Regions from separate parts of the Sus scrofa genome. Here region 1 is linked to region 2. Evidence: chromatin contacts called from public Hi-C data. All regions are on one chromosome and are shown on one strand. Each heading gives the region's core, a stretch centred on a gene start, on an enhancer-like site or on the middle of the called end of the contact. The rest is flanking DNA. Distances are from core to core; before and after follow the strand shown. Region 1 has its middle 180 kb from the start of NFIL3. Region 2 has its middle 160 kb from the start of SYK.

Evidence for each region. A called contact is a pair of places that touch in the nucleus more often than the background predicts.
Region 1: a contact with region 2 is called in a Hi-C map of subcutaneous adipose tissue, with 2.9 times the contacts expected there. The contact joins two enhancer-like sites. A contact is called at or near these places in 1 of 5 promoter capture datasets (liver), 24 of 47 Hi-C or Micro-C datasets (alveolar macrophages, blood, embryonic fibroblasts and 13 more) and 2 of 2 datasets of contacts at active chromatin or transcription factors (alveolar macrophages and skeletal muscle).

What each region holds. Positions count from the first base shown.
Region 1 is chr14:2,783,494-2,789,500 of Sscrofa11.1, forward strand. No RefSeq gene overlaps it. Among named protein-coding and RNA genes, the nearest start is that of NFIL3, 180 kb to the left of the region's middle. Within about 2 kb of position 3,243, at least 4 of the 83 cell types and tissues checked have an H3K27ac peak or open chromatin away from gene starts, as enhancers often do. A contact at or near this core is called in alveolar macrophages and subcutaneous adipose tissue, where this site is marked.
Region 2 is chr14:2,256,840-2,263,089 of Sscrofa11.1, forward strand. No RefSeq gene overlaps it. Among named protein-coding and RNA genes, the nearest start is that of SYK, 160 kb to the left of the region's middle. Within about 2 kb of position 2,057, at least 35 of the 83 cell types and tissues checked have an H3K27ac peak or open chromatin away from gene starts, as enhancers often do. A contact at or near this core is called in alveolar macrophages and subcutaneous adipose tissue, where this site is marked.

The DNA of each region.
Region 1 (6,007 bases), core at 1,993-4,492, 530 kb after region 2:
TTCCTCTCCTTCCTGATGTTCCTTCCTGATTCTTTGTTTTATGATTTCTTTTCTATTTAGAGAACTTCTTTTCACTATTGTTTTCAGATAATAAATTCTCTCAGTTTTCATCTTTATTTCACCCTCATTCTTAAAGAATATTTTTGCTGGATATCGAATCCTTGTGTTGTAAAGATTTTTTTCAGCATGTTAAAAATGATATGCCATTTCCTTCTGGCTTCTCTGGTTTCTGATGAGAAATCCGCTTTAATTTAAATCATTTTCCCTGTAGATCATGTGTCATTTTCCCAGAGCTACTTTTAACACACTTTTTTCTTCTTTTTTAAGTTTTGGAAGTTTGACTATGATGTGTCCTTAAGTGGCTATCTTTGAGTTTACATGTTTGTGGTTTACTTCACCTCATTAATCTGTACCCGTATGGATTTTTTGCCGTAATAACTATTTTTTAGCCATTATTTCTTTGAAAATTTTTTCATCCCCACTGTCCTTCTCTTTTTCTTTTGGAATTCAAATGACATGAATGTTAAATCTTTTGTGATAGCAACACATGTCCATGAGGCTCTGTTCATTTTTATTTCAGACTATTTTCTCTCTGTTGTTGAGATCGCATAATTTCTATCGTTTTCTCTCTAAGTTCCTTTTCTCTTTCCTCTTCAGGCTGTTGATAAAACTGAGTTTTTTACTTGGTCACTATATGTTTTTGTTCTGAAATTTCCATCAGGTTCTTTTTTTTTTTTTTTTTTTTGGCTTTTAGGGCCGCACCTGTGGCATGTGGAGTTTTCCAGGCTAGGGGTCAAATCGGAGCTATAGCCACTGGCCTACACCACAGCCACAGTAATGCCAGACCTGAGCCACGTCTGCGACCTTCACCAAAGTTCACGGCAACGCCGGATCCTTAACCCACTGAGCGAGGCCAGGGATCAAACCCGAAACCTTATGGTTCCTAGTCGGATTTGTTTCTGTGAGTCATGGTGGGAACTCCCATTAGGTTCTTTATAGCATCTATTCCTTTGCTAAGACTTTCTCTTTCTAGGAGGTTTAAATGATATAACATTATATTAGTTTTAATAGTACAAATGAGAAAAATAGAATATTTTCCCATTTATTCTAGACTGTCTATAATTACTTATTTGAGAATTTTTAGGATGTCTCCTTTAAAATCCTTGTCAGAGAGTTCCTATTGTGGCACAACAGAAATGAATCTGACTAGTAACCATGAGGCTGCAGGTTTAATCCCTGGCCCTACTCAATGGGTCGGGGATCCGGCATTGCCGTGAGCTGTGGTGTAGGTCGCAGACACGGCTCAGATCCAGCATTGCTGTGGATGTGGCATAGGTCAGCAGCTGTAGTTCAAATTTGACCCCTAGCCTGGGAACCTCCATGTGCCACGGATGAGGCCCTAAAAAAAAAAAAAAAAAAAAAAAAAAAAAAAAAAAAAAAAAGCAAAAAACAAAATAAATAAAATCCCTGTCAGATGATTCTACATCTATACCATCTTGGCATTGGTGTCTATAGATTCTTTTTTTATTCAAGTTGATATCTTCCTGGTTCTTATATGTCACGTGGTTCTGGGTGAGACCTGGACCTTGTGGATATTACATCATAAGACATCTCATTTAAACCTGTGTTTTGCGTTTTAGCTGTTGTCTTTTTTTTTTTTTGACTGTGCTCACAGCATGTGGAAGTTCCCAGGCCAGGGATCAAACCCACGCCACAGCAGCAACCCACTGTGCCACAAGGAACTCCATTAGCAGGCCCCTTCTGATACTAGTCTGGTGGGTGAGGTAGAAGTAAGGCACTACCTTGTTATCACCAGGTGAGTAGAAGTCTAGGTTTTCCAACTGGTCCCCACTGATTTGGGGAGGGAGGTTTCCTGGGCACGGCTGGACTGTTAGATGGGGGTAGAAATGCAGGCTCCCAGCTAGGCCTCTACTGATACCATCCTGGTTGGGAGGAGGCCTCCTTTGACAGGGTTGGGAGGGTGGCCTTTTGGCTGCTAGTGGGAGGTGAAAGTTCTGATTTTCCATTAGCTCTCTTCTGACATGACCCCTGCTGGAAGGGGGAGGTGACCCTTGACTGGGGGTGGAAGCCCAGCTTCCCACGTCACCTCCACCAACACCACAGAATAAGGGAGAAGGACTTCCTACCACCCAGTATGAATGAAGCTCCCAGTTCCTCATTCTGCCTTCTCTGACTCCACCCCAGTGAGAAGTTGGGGCACCTCGTTGGCCTGTCAAGGGTAGAAGTCTAGCTCCCCACTTAGCTGGCTATGAGTGTAGCAGTGGGGCCACAACTGTTACAGCGGTATTTGGTTTTGAACAGAGCAATCATTGTCTGAAAGTTTTCTGTCTTGCTCGGCTGCTCCTTTCCTGGTCCTTCATCTGAAAGGGGCAGCATTTTTGCAGAAACTCTTTTGTCTTGTGCAAGTTGGTGATTACAGGTTTCTGGCTTCTTCAGTAGTCAATCTGGGGATATATGGGGTGAAAAGAAAACCCATTCTTTCCTTGGGTCCAAAGGTATCTAAACAGTCTGTCTTCTTCCCTCTGCCAAGCAGTGTATTCTTATTTTTGTTTGATATATAATTTCTAGGACTTCCAGCTGTATTTATGGCGAGGAAGAAGGAAACGTACAACTACTCCATTTCCCAGGAAGTTTCTGTCATTTGTTTTGCTGCTGGCAAGGAAAAACAATCTCCATTTTTTTTTCCTTATTTTTCAAAATAATATTGGCTATTGATGTTTTCCACTTTCAGAAAATGTTTGGGCCAGACTTGCTGAATTCGCTCTCCAAATTCCCACTGGGATTACATTAAATGTATGATGACTCTATGACCCAATCATTTATAATATTCAATAACTTTAATCTGTAAATAGACCATTGACTCATATTGGAGCTACTAAAAACCTCAGGTTGACATATCAGCCCTAGATACTTAATGAATATTCTGAGACCAGAGGCCTTCTACTTTGTAAACAACAGGTTAATTATGAAGTTCTGCCTCAGTATCTTTCCTCATCAATATTTTTTTTCTACTACACCACACTACTCAATGATAGAAAATTCCATTTTCCCCAATTTTCCACCATCGTAGTAGGGCTATGAACTCCTAAAAGTATGTACTATGCTAACTGGGTCATTTGGTCTAGCCTTTCCCCTCTTACTGCTTTTAAATGATCAACTTGAAGCTGATCACAGCATGAGCTGTCCCTGTTGGTAACACATCTATAAACTCTGGCCGTAAGTGGCTCTCCTTCTTGAGAAAGCAGACCGAGATTTTTAAAACTAGAGCAAACTGCAGTTTCTAGATTGTAGTACATGTCTGTGTTTGTTTTCTATCGGTTACATAAATATAGAAAATCACCCGACCGAGAATTCTACTGCATTTCCTGGGCTCCCAGGAGGAATGTTTTCTTTCCACTTGCCTTTTCTGCAAGAATGTGACAGCAGGAAGAAGGAGGTGGTGGTATTAAAACAAGTAGTATGACTGCAAGTCGCAGAAGAAACAGTTTTTGGACAGATGTCAGAATGAAGAATTTCTGGTCTGGAGAGTAATTCTTATGTAAGAAAGCATGGTGTAAACCACAATAAGACTGGAAGGAGGCAAAGTATTTAAGGCAAAGTGGAACTTTTCAATTCAACAAAAAGCACTGAAGGCTTTTTAAGTAACGACATGTTTATTACAAATATGCCGTGGCATTGATGAGGCTCCTTTTCCTCTTGCCGTGCATTCCACTTCTGGGACACAGAGAAGGATGGGAATGTGGGTACAGGTGGAGCAAAGTCTAGCCACAGACCGTCTTTGTTTCATGTTAACATATAACGGTTGTTTCCATGTCTTGGCTATTGTGAATAGTGCCACAATGAGCATGCAGATGCATGTGTCTCTTTTAAGGAAAGTGTTGTCCAGATAGATGCCCAAGAGTGGGATTGCTGGGTCATATAGTAGTTCTATGTATAGATTTCTAAGGTACCTCCATACTGTTCTCCATCGTGGTTGTACCAGCTTACATTCCCACCAACAGTGTAGGAGGGTTCCCTTTTCTCCACACCCCCTCCAGCACTTGTTATTTGTGGACTTATTAATGATGGCCATTCTGACATGTGTGAGGTGGTACCTCATGGTAGTTTTTATTTGCACTTCTCTGGAGGAGGAGGGAGTCGGATGGATGGGGAGCTTGGGGTTAATAGATGCAGTCTATTTCCTTTGGAAAGGATTAGCAGTGAGATCCTGCTGTGGAGCACTGGGAACTATGTCTAGTCACTTACAATGGAGCATGATAATGTGAGAAAAAAATGTATACATGTATGTGTAACTGGGTCACCATGCTGTACAGTAGGGAAAAAAAATGTATTGAGGAAATAACAATTGATTACAATTAAAAAAAAAAAAAAAGCATGTAACGGGCCAGCCTCTACAATGCTTAATTCCATTCCTTTTCATTCAAAGGGAAAACACAAACATGCCCAGAAGGGTTCTCTTTTTTGCTTACTGGAAAAGGATAAAAGACTGGGATGGGGAGAGTGGGATGCTGGGGAAGGAAGAGGAAGGCATCCTTTGTGATTTAATTACATAGATTTGGTGACAATAGGCTTTCCTGTAGAGGAGTACATAGCGTACAGATGCACTTGCTTACTGGTAAATGGATTTCATTAAATTCGACTGGTTGAGCTCCCAAAGTTTCAAGAGAAAGTATGTTGGTTCCTTTGCTTCAAAATTCTTTTGCAATAATATCTTAGGAAAAGTATTTCAATTTTGGGGATGTTATGGACTGAACTGTGCTCACCCTCCTTCCCCAAATTCATATGTTGGAAGTCCTAACCCCTAGTAGCTCAGAGTGTGACTGTATTTAGGGGATAAGGTCTTTTCCAAGGGAATCAAGTTAATTGAGGTCTTATGGGAGTGAGTATTCCGTTCTAAAGCAGACCATAATAATCGACCAATAAGACCAGTGTCCTTATAAGAAGAGGGAGTTAAGAACCACATAGATGCAGAAGGAAGACCATGTGAAGATGGGGAGAAGCCAGCCATGGCCATCTGCTGGCCAAGGAAAGAGCCTCCCTGCCAACACCTGGACCTCGGACTTCCAGCCTCCAAGTCAGTGAGAAATAAATTTCTGTTGTGTAAGCTGTGGCACTTTGTTATGACAACCTCAACTCAACACACAGAGTTAGCCCATCTTAATGATGGTGCTGTCACGCTTTTTTTCTATGAATTTAACTTGTACTCAACAAACAAAATATTAAGCAAGAGATAAGACAGACCAGAGATGAGGCAATGTTCTCCTGGAGAATATACTCAGGAAAACCTCCTGGCTCCACCGGGTATGAATGTGACCAAGTCATTCTGCTGCTTAAGAAGTCTTTGTGACTCTTCCCACCGCTGAGGTCACATCTAACTCCTGGCCCTTCCTGGCTTCAGAGCCTTTTTGCTCCTTCTCCAGACTTGCCTTCTTGGCGGCTGCACCCCAGCTCACCTTCTTTTCCCCTCACACCTGGAGTCTTTGCTTGTACTGGCCTGAAGTGGCAGCAGGATCTCCCACTCCACCTGGCTAAGTCCTGCTCCTTCTGAGGAGCCCAGTTCTAACCCTGGACCACTAGTCTTTCCTTTTGCCCAGCAGACCCCCAGAGCTCCCTCTTTCATGAACTACTCCCCAACATATGTTTACGATGCTCTGTCTCCTTGAAAGGCTGCGAGCTCTGAAAAATATAGCCCCTGTTTGGTTGCTGCATTCTCAGCATGTAGCTGTCACCTGGCTCATTATTAAATGCACACCTACAAAATTTTTGTTGGTTTGTTTTCTCAGGGCCGCACCCATAGCATATGGAAGTTCCCAGGCTAGGAGTCGAATCAGAGCTGCAGCTGCCGGCCTACGCCACAGCCACGGCAACGCCAGATCTGACCTGCATCTACCACCTACATACACCACAGCTCATGGCAACGCCAGATCCTTAACCCACTGATTGAGGCCAGGGTCAAACCCGCATCCTCATGGATACCAGTTGGGTT
Region 2 (6,250 bases), core at 807-3,306:
TGGCTGTGGTGTAGGCTGGCAGCTACAGCTCTGATTCAACCCCTGGCCTAGGAATCTCCATTTGCCGTGAGTCCAGCCCTAAAAAGCCAAAAAAGGGGCAGATAATCATATGATGAGTTGCTGCTACTCTTCCTGTAGCACATGAGAGAAAACAGAGACAAGACCGCAAACAAAACACAACCTCAAAAAAATTGTCGTTAATGTCTTTAGAGAAAGAACAGAAAACAGTATATCCATAAATCGAGAAGAGTTGGCATAAAAAAGAATAATCAAAGATTACGACCGGCTCCTGAGAATTAAAATTATAAAAGTTGAAATAAACCTGGAACTTAGGAAAAGAGGATTTGGAAGAAAAATGTAGAAAATGAGCAGAGCTGGTCTGAGCGGGCCAAGACGGAGGAGGAGGATAGAGGCGAGAGGACCAGCTAAGAGCTCCAAGCACTGGGATAAAAAATTCAGACCACTCTCCAGTTTTGAGGATTCCATCCTTTGCCAACTTGGGTGGAAGATGACAGTGTGCAAATTATCTGCAGGTCCGATTTCTGCCTAGTCACGGGGAAAAGGAGTCCGGACCCAGCCTGGGATTTGCTCATCTGGGCCAGGTGCCCAGCTGGGGGCACCAAAGGAGTGAGTCCTGGAAGGGCACCTTTGTGAAATTCACAAAAAAGGGGAGCAGTGGGCCAGGAGGGTACTAGCACAGGACAGCAGTTTGTCCCTCAAGGCACAGCTGCCTGCCTTACAGGCATCACCTCCACCAAGAGGCTGCTTGACCCCAGAGGGTGAGTGACAATGCTTGTCTGACAAGGGAGAGCAGACTTTTGACACCTGGCTGTGTTCTAGAAGCATGGCCAGGGCTCCTTGCTTTTCCAAAGCGGTCCTCCAATGGTCAAGCTCCCACTGAGCTCTCACAACACAGCATCCTTCTCCCGGGTCTTCTCTGCACGCTCCCCACCCACAGAGGCCCTCTCCCAGGGGAGGCAGCAGCAGGCTGCCTTCTTGCACTCCTCTCCCGCAGAAGGACACTTGGGGGCAGTCATTCAACACTGCACACACTTCATCCCCTGCGAGGCTCCTGCTCACCCAAGAACCAAGAACGCAGCCTTCATCTGGGGTGTCCCGGACGCTCTGTGACAGTCTAATCAGCAAACAAGACTACAGGTGATGGTGCTGGCACTTGGCCACATGGTCCAGCCCCACCAGCCTGCAGTCCACCCACTTGGGCCGGACGAAGAAGCTGGACAGCGCCACTCGCAGGACTTGTAAATACAGCCCCTGCTCTCACGCTCAGCAAGTGGGAAGAGGGAACAGGTTCAGAGAATACTGTTTTCAGTGGATTTAGAGAAACACACCTAGACACAATGTCATTTCCTTGTCATTCTTCCTCTCGTTCTCTTAATAACCCTGACGTTCCCTGCAGGCATGCAGGGAACCCTTCATCTCAGTGAAGGAGACATGTAAGGTCTCTACGTCACACAAGCATTGGGTCTTAAGCAAATGAGGAGAGGGACATAAAACAGACTGAAATTACAGGCTGGGTACGTTTCTGCCAGAGTCTTCCCTGGAGTTTGGGACTCTTGGTCCTTCTCCACTGCGTTACCCCCCATCATGGCATTTTAATGGATATAGGAACAACACCCCACAGCAGTCTGGTATCTCAGGATGAAAACATTCAGAAACAGGCAATACGCTTACACACAACAAGTTCAAGAAAGGGGGGGGGGGGCGGCTAATAAATGAACAGAAGTTCAAAGGAAGCTGAGTGATGTAAGACGTTTGGCGATGACTCACACGTGGGGCATTCAAGCCGGACTTTCGCAAACAAGGGGGTGGCGGGCAGAGTCAGCAAGCACAGCCATGAAGTCCATCAGCCCAGCCTCGGGAGGGACGGGGGTGCTGCAGAGCTGGGACCCAGGGCTTGCTTGCCAACAAAATGACCCCACGCCTGCTCTGTTATTTCTGTATTTCTGAGTGGCAGCAACCCCCACAGGAAGGCGCTCCGTTCACCACCGCAGTGCACCCCCACACGAGTCCCAGCTGAGGTCCTCCTCACAGGGGCAAAGGCAGTCCTGTAAAAGAGAAACGGGATCTGATTGAAGCTTAACGTGATTCTTCATTGTCACGACAAAAGTATCTTCAGATCCACGCGCAAATGACAGCCCGAAAGGAAAAGATGTGAGCCTGTGTTGTATGTGTGAGAGCGTAAGAGGGTGTACGTGTGTGTGTGCATGTACTTAGGGCAAAAGACACACACCCACAGTCTCCAGAGGATTACAAAAAGTCCTCTGTACTAAAGAATTTCAGACCGGTTTGATGATTCATTTAGGGGAACTGCTGACAGCTCATGAAGGAAAAGAGTTTGTGCACATGTGCGCTGTCCAGTGCTCACTAAGTTGTGTCCCTAGCAGGGGAGGTCCACCGCCTTCAGGCTTCGTTGAAAAGGAGAAGCTGAAAATCAGATGCATACACGAGCGTGTGATCTGACAGATCAGATGTTGGAGGAAACACTTGAGAACCGACGTGGTTCAAGGAGAGCAAATATTTACAGGAGTCAGGGCAGCTTTCTACTTCCTCTGCCCCCTTCTTCTGGAATCTTCTCCCTCCCTGGTTGCTGGGGGTCCGCCTTCTTTCCCAGGTCTCCCCTGGGTGTGGGATGCAGTGATGGACGGGGGTACCAGCCCCTCTGGCTTGCTGGGGCTTCTCCTCTGTTAACTGTGATGCTTTGGGCAGATGTTGACGAGCTCATGGAGCACCTGCGAAAATGTGGGGAGCCCAAGTGTCAGGCACCATCAGGACAATGAAAGAATGGCACCCTCCCCTCGCAGAGTGGTCCTGTGCCTATAAGGCCAGATCCTGCCCACCCAGGGCAGCCATCACTGACACACACACTCACACACATTAGCACAAACACATGCCCACCCTCGCACCACCATATACACTCACAAACATCCAAACACACCTGCTCACATATGACTCCCAGGCAAACACTCACACCCACGTACATACACTCACAACATCATACACACAAAAATGCATGCATATACACTCTCACTGGCACACAATCACACACTCACCCCTACACACACACATGTATACACATGCTAACATATCGCTTCACACACACATGTGCACACACACACACTTACACATACCCACATACATTCATACAAACATACACATACTTGGGTCCTAGGTGAGACCACCCCATGCCCCACACTACCCCATGCCCCAAGTCTAGCTGTCTTGGGTCAGCACAGACCTAAGACCCAGAGTCCCCTACTCTCTGGAACATAAAGTACCTCTGACATCTGTCTGGGGGGACTTGGGCCAGCCCAGTGGCAGGTTGCTACACTGTCACAAAGTGCCCCGTGGGCTGGCCCTAATACCCTCCAGAAGGGTCCAGGCTGTCAGGCTGCCCAGGGTCACACATCCCTCTTCTCATGAACAGGAGTTGTATGCCACCGCTTTCTTCCTGTCATGTCAGGGTACACAGAGTCTTTTCTTGGCCTCTTATATTCCTCAGGACCAAAGGTGTGCTACCCACACAGTCCATCCGGGACCACCAGCCACTCCTTTGGTCGGAACTGACAGGGGCAGAATTTCTCCACCTTCCCTTTCTCAGGGCTTCCTAAACATCCAACCTCATCCATGACGAGCCTGACCCAAAGCCGTTCCTCCCCCGGACAAGCTCTCCTCAGAGCAGCACATCACCGTGAGATGAAGCAAGGAACATTTCCGTACCAGTCCCGTCATGTCTCTCAGGTCCCTCAGAGCACCAAACCGGCCAGGGTTTGTGTGTCTATGAATCCAGAATCACCTAAACTTAAATGATCACTGTGATTAAAACCTCATCCTGGAGTTCCTGTCGTGGCTCAGTGGTTAACGAATCCAACGAGGAACCATGAGGTTGAGGGTTCGATCCCTTTGAGGGTTCAATCCCTGCCGTTGCTCAGTGAGTTAAGGATCTGGCGTTGCCGTGAGCTGTGGTGTAGGTTGCAGACGCAGCTCGGATCCCGCGTTGCTGTGGCTCTGGCGTAGGCTACAGCTCCAATTCGATCCCTAGCCTAGGAACCTCCATATGCCATGGGAGCGGCCCTAGAAAAGACGAAAAGACAAAAAGACAAAAAAAAAAAAAAAAAAAGATAAAACCTCATTCTTGCAGGGCTGGATAGAATGTCAAGAGGTTATTTTTGCCAAACTCCTTTTCCGCCAAAAAGCCCACCTGTATTTGTGAACATCTCAGGTGATGGGTATCCCACAGCCTCTTACATAGACAGAACCAGGGCTGAGGTGCCTTAATCACTCCATAGGTGCTGTTTCCCCATCTCAGACCTCGCCCTCTGCACACTGGAGGACACAGGTTCTCAAATGACAGTCTATACTCGCTCTTCTCTAGACTTGAGACAGTTACCCTCTAGATTGACCCTCTCCCTGACCCTCAAAATTCTCTACCCAAAGATCTGCCCAAAATCTTCTGGGGAGCCAAACACGCCTTCCCACCAGCCACATTGAAAACCTAACTTACAGAGTTCTCACTGTGGCTCAGCAAGTTACGAACCCAACTAGTATCCACCAGGATGTGGGTTTGATCCCTGACCTTGCTCAGGGGTTAAGGATGAGGCATTGCTGTGAGCTGTGGCATAGGTCACAGAAGTGGCTAGGAACCAGCATTCTTGTGTCTGTGGTGTAGGCTTCAGCTGCAGCTCTGATTTGACCCCTAGCCCAGGAACTTCCATGTGCCATGGGTGTGTCCATGAAAAGAAAAGAAAAGAAAAGAAAAGAAAAGAAAAGAAAAGAAAGGAAAGGAAAGGAAAGGAAAGGAAAGGAAAGGAAAGGAAAGGAAAGGAAAAGGAAAGGAAAGGAAAGGAAAGGAAAGGAAAGAAAAGAAAAGAAAAGAAAAGAAAAGAAAAGAAAAGAAAAGAAAAGAAAAAAGAAAAAAAACCCCAGAAAATCAAACTCACAATTTCCATCCCCCTCTCAGCTACGGCTGATTCACTGTAGGAAACATCTCCATATGACACAGGCTAAAGCAAGAGAAAGGTTTAGCTTTTCTTTGTTTGCCAGTTCTGGTGATTTAATTAAATTTAAAAAATTTTTTCTAAACAGCTATGAGGTACCACCTCACACCAGTCAGAATGGCCATCGTTAATAAGTCCACAAATAACAAATGCTGGAGGGGGTGTGGAGAAAAGGGAACCCTCCTGCACCGTTGGTGGGAATGTAAATTGGCACAACCACTATGGGAAACAGTATGGAGGTTCCTCAGAAAACTAAATATAGAACTAGCATATGACCCAGAAATCCCACTCTTGGGCATATATCCAGACAAAACTGTCCTTGAACAAGACACATGCACCCTCATCTTCGTTGCAGCACTATTCACAATAGCCAAGACATGGAAACCACCTAAATGTCCATCGACAGATGATTGGATTAAGAAGATGTGAGACACACACACACACACATACACACACAATGGAATACTATTCAGCCATAAAAAGAACAAATTAATGCCTTGTGCAGCAACATGAATGGAACCAGAAATTTTCATACTAAGTGAAGTTAAGTCAGAAAGAGAAAGACAAATACCACATGATATCACTTATATCTGGAATCTAATATATGGCACAAGTAAACCTTTCCACAGAAAAGAAACTCATGGACTCGAAGAATAGATTCGTGGTTGCCAAGGGGGAGGAGGAGGGAGTGGGATGGACAGGGTATCTGGGGTTAATAGATGCAAACTATTACCTTTGGAATGGATAAGCAATGAGATCCTGCTATATAAACCTGGGAACCATCTAGTCACTTATGATGGAGCATCATGGAGGATAATATGAGAAAAAGAATGTATATATGTATGTGTGACTGGGTCGCTTCGCTGTACAGTGGGAAATTGACAGAACACTGTAAATCAACTATAATGGAAAAAGTAAAAATCATTTTAAAAATTAAAAAAAATTAAGATTGGAAACACTTTGAGAAGTACAGAAAAGTAGCAAAAATAATATCCAAATGTCCTCTATGGCTTTCACTCAATTTTCCTTACCATCAACAACTTGTATATGTTTATCAAAACTAAGAAACGAATTTTGGTCAAATGCTATTAACTGAAATCTAGACTTTATCCAAATTTTTGTCATTTTCCCCCAATGCCCTTCTTCCTCCCAGGACCCCATGTTGCACGTCACTGTCACATCCTTGGTATTCTGGGACAGAGAGAGCTCTGAGTCTCTCTCTGTCCCTTTTGGAC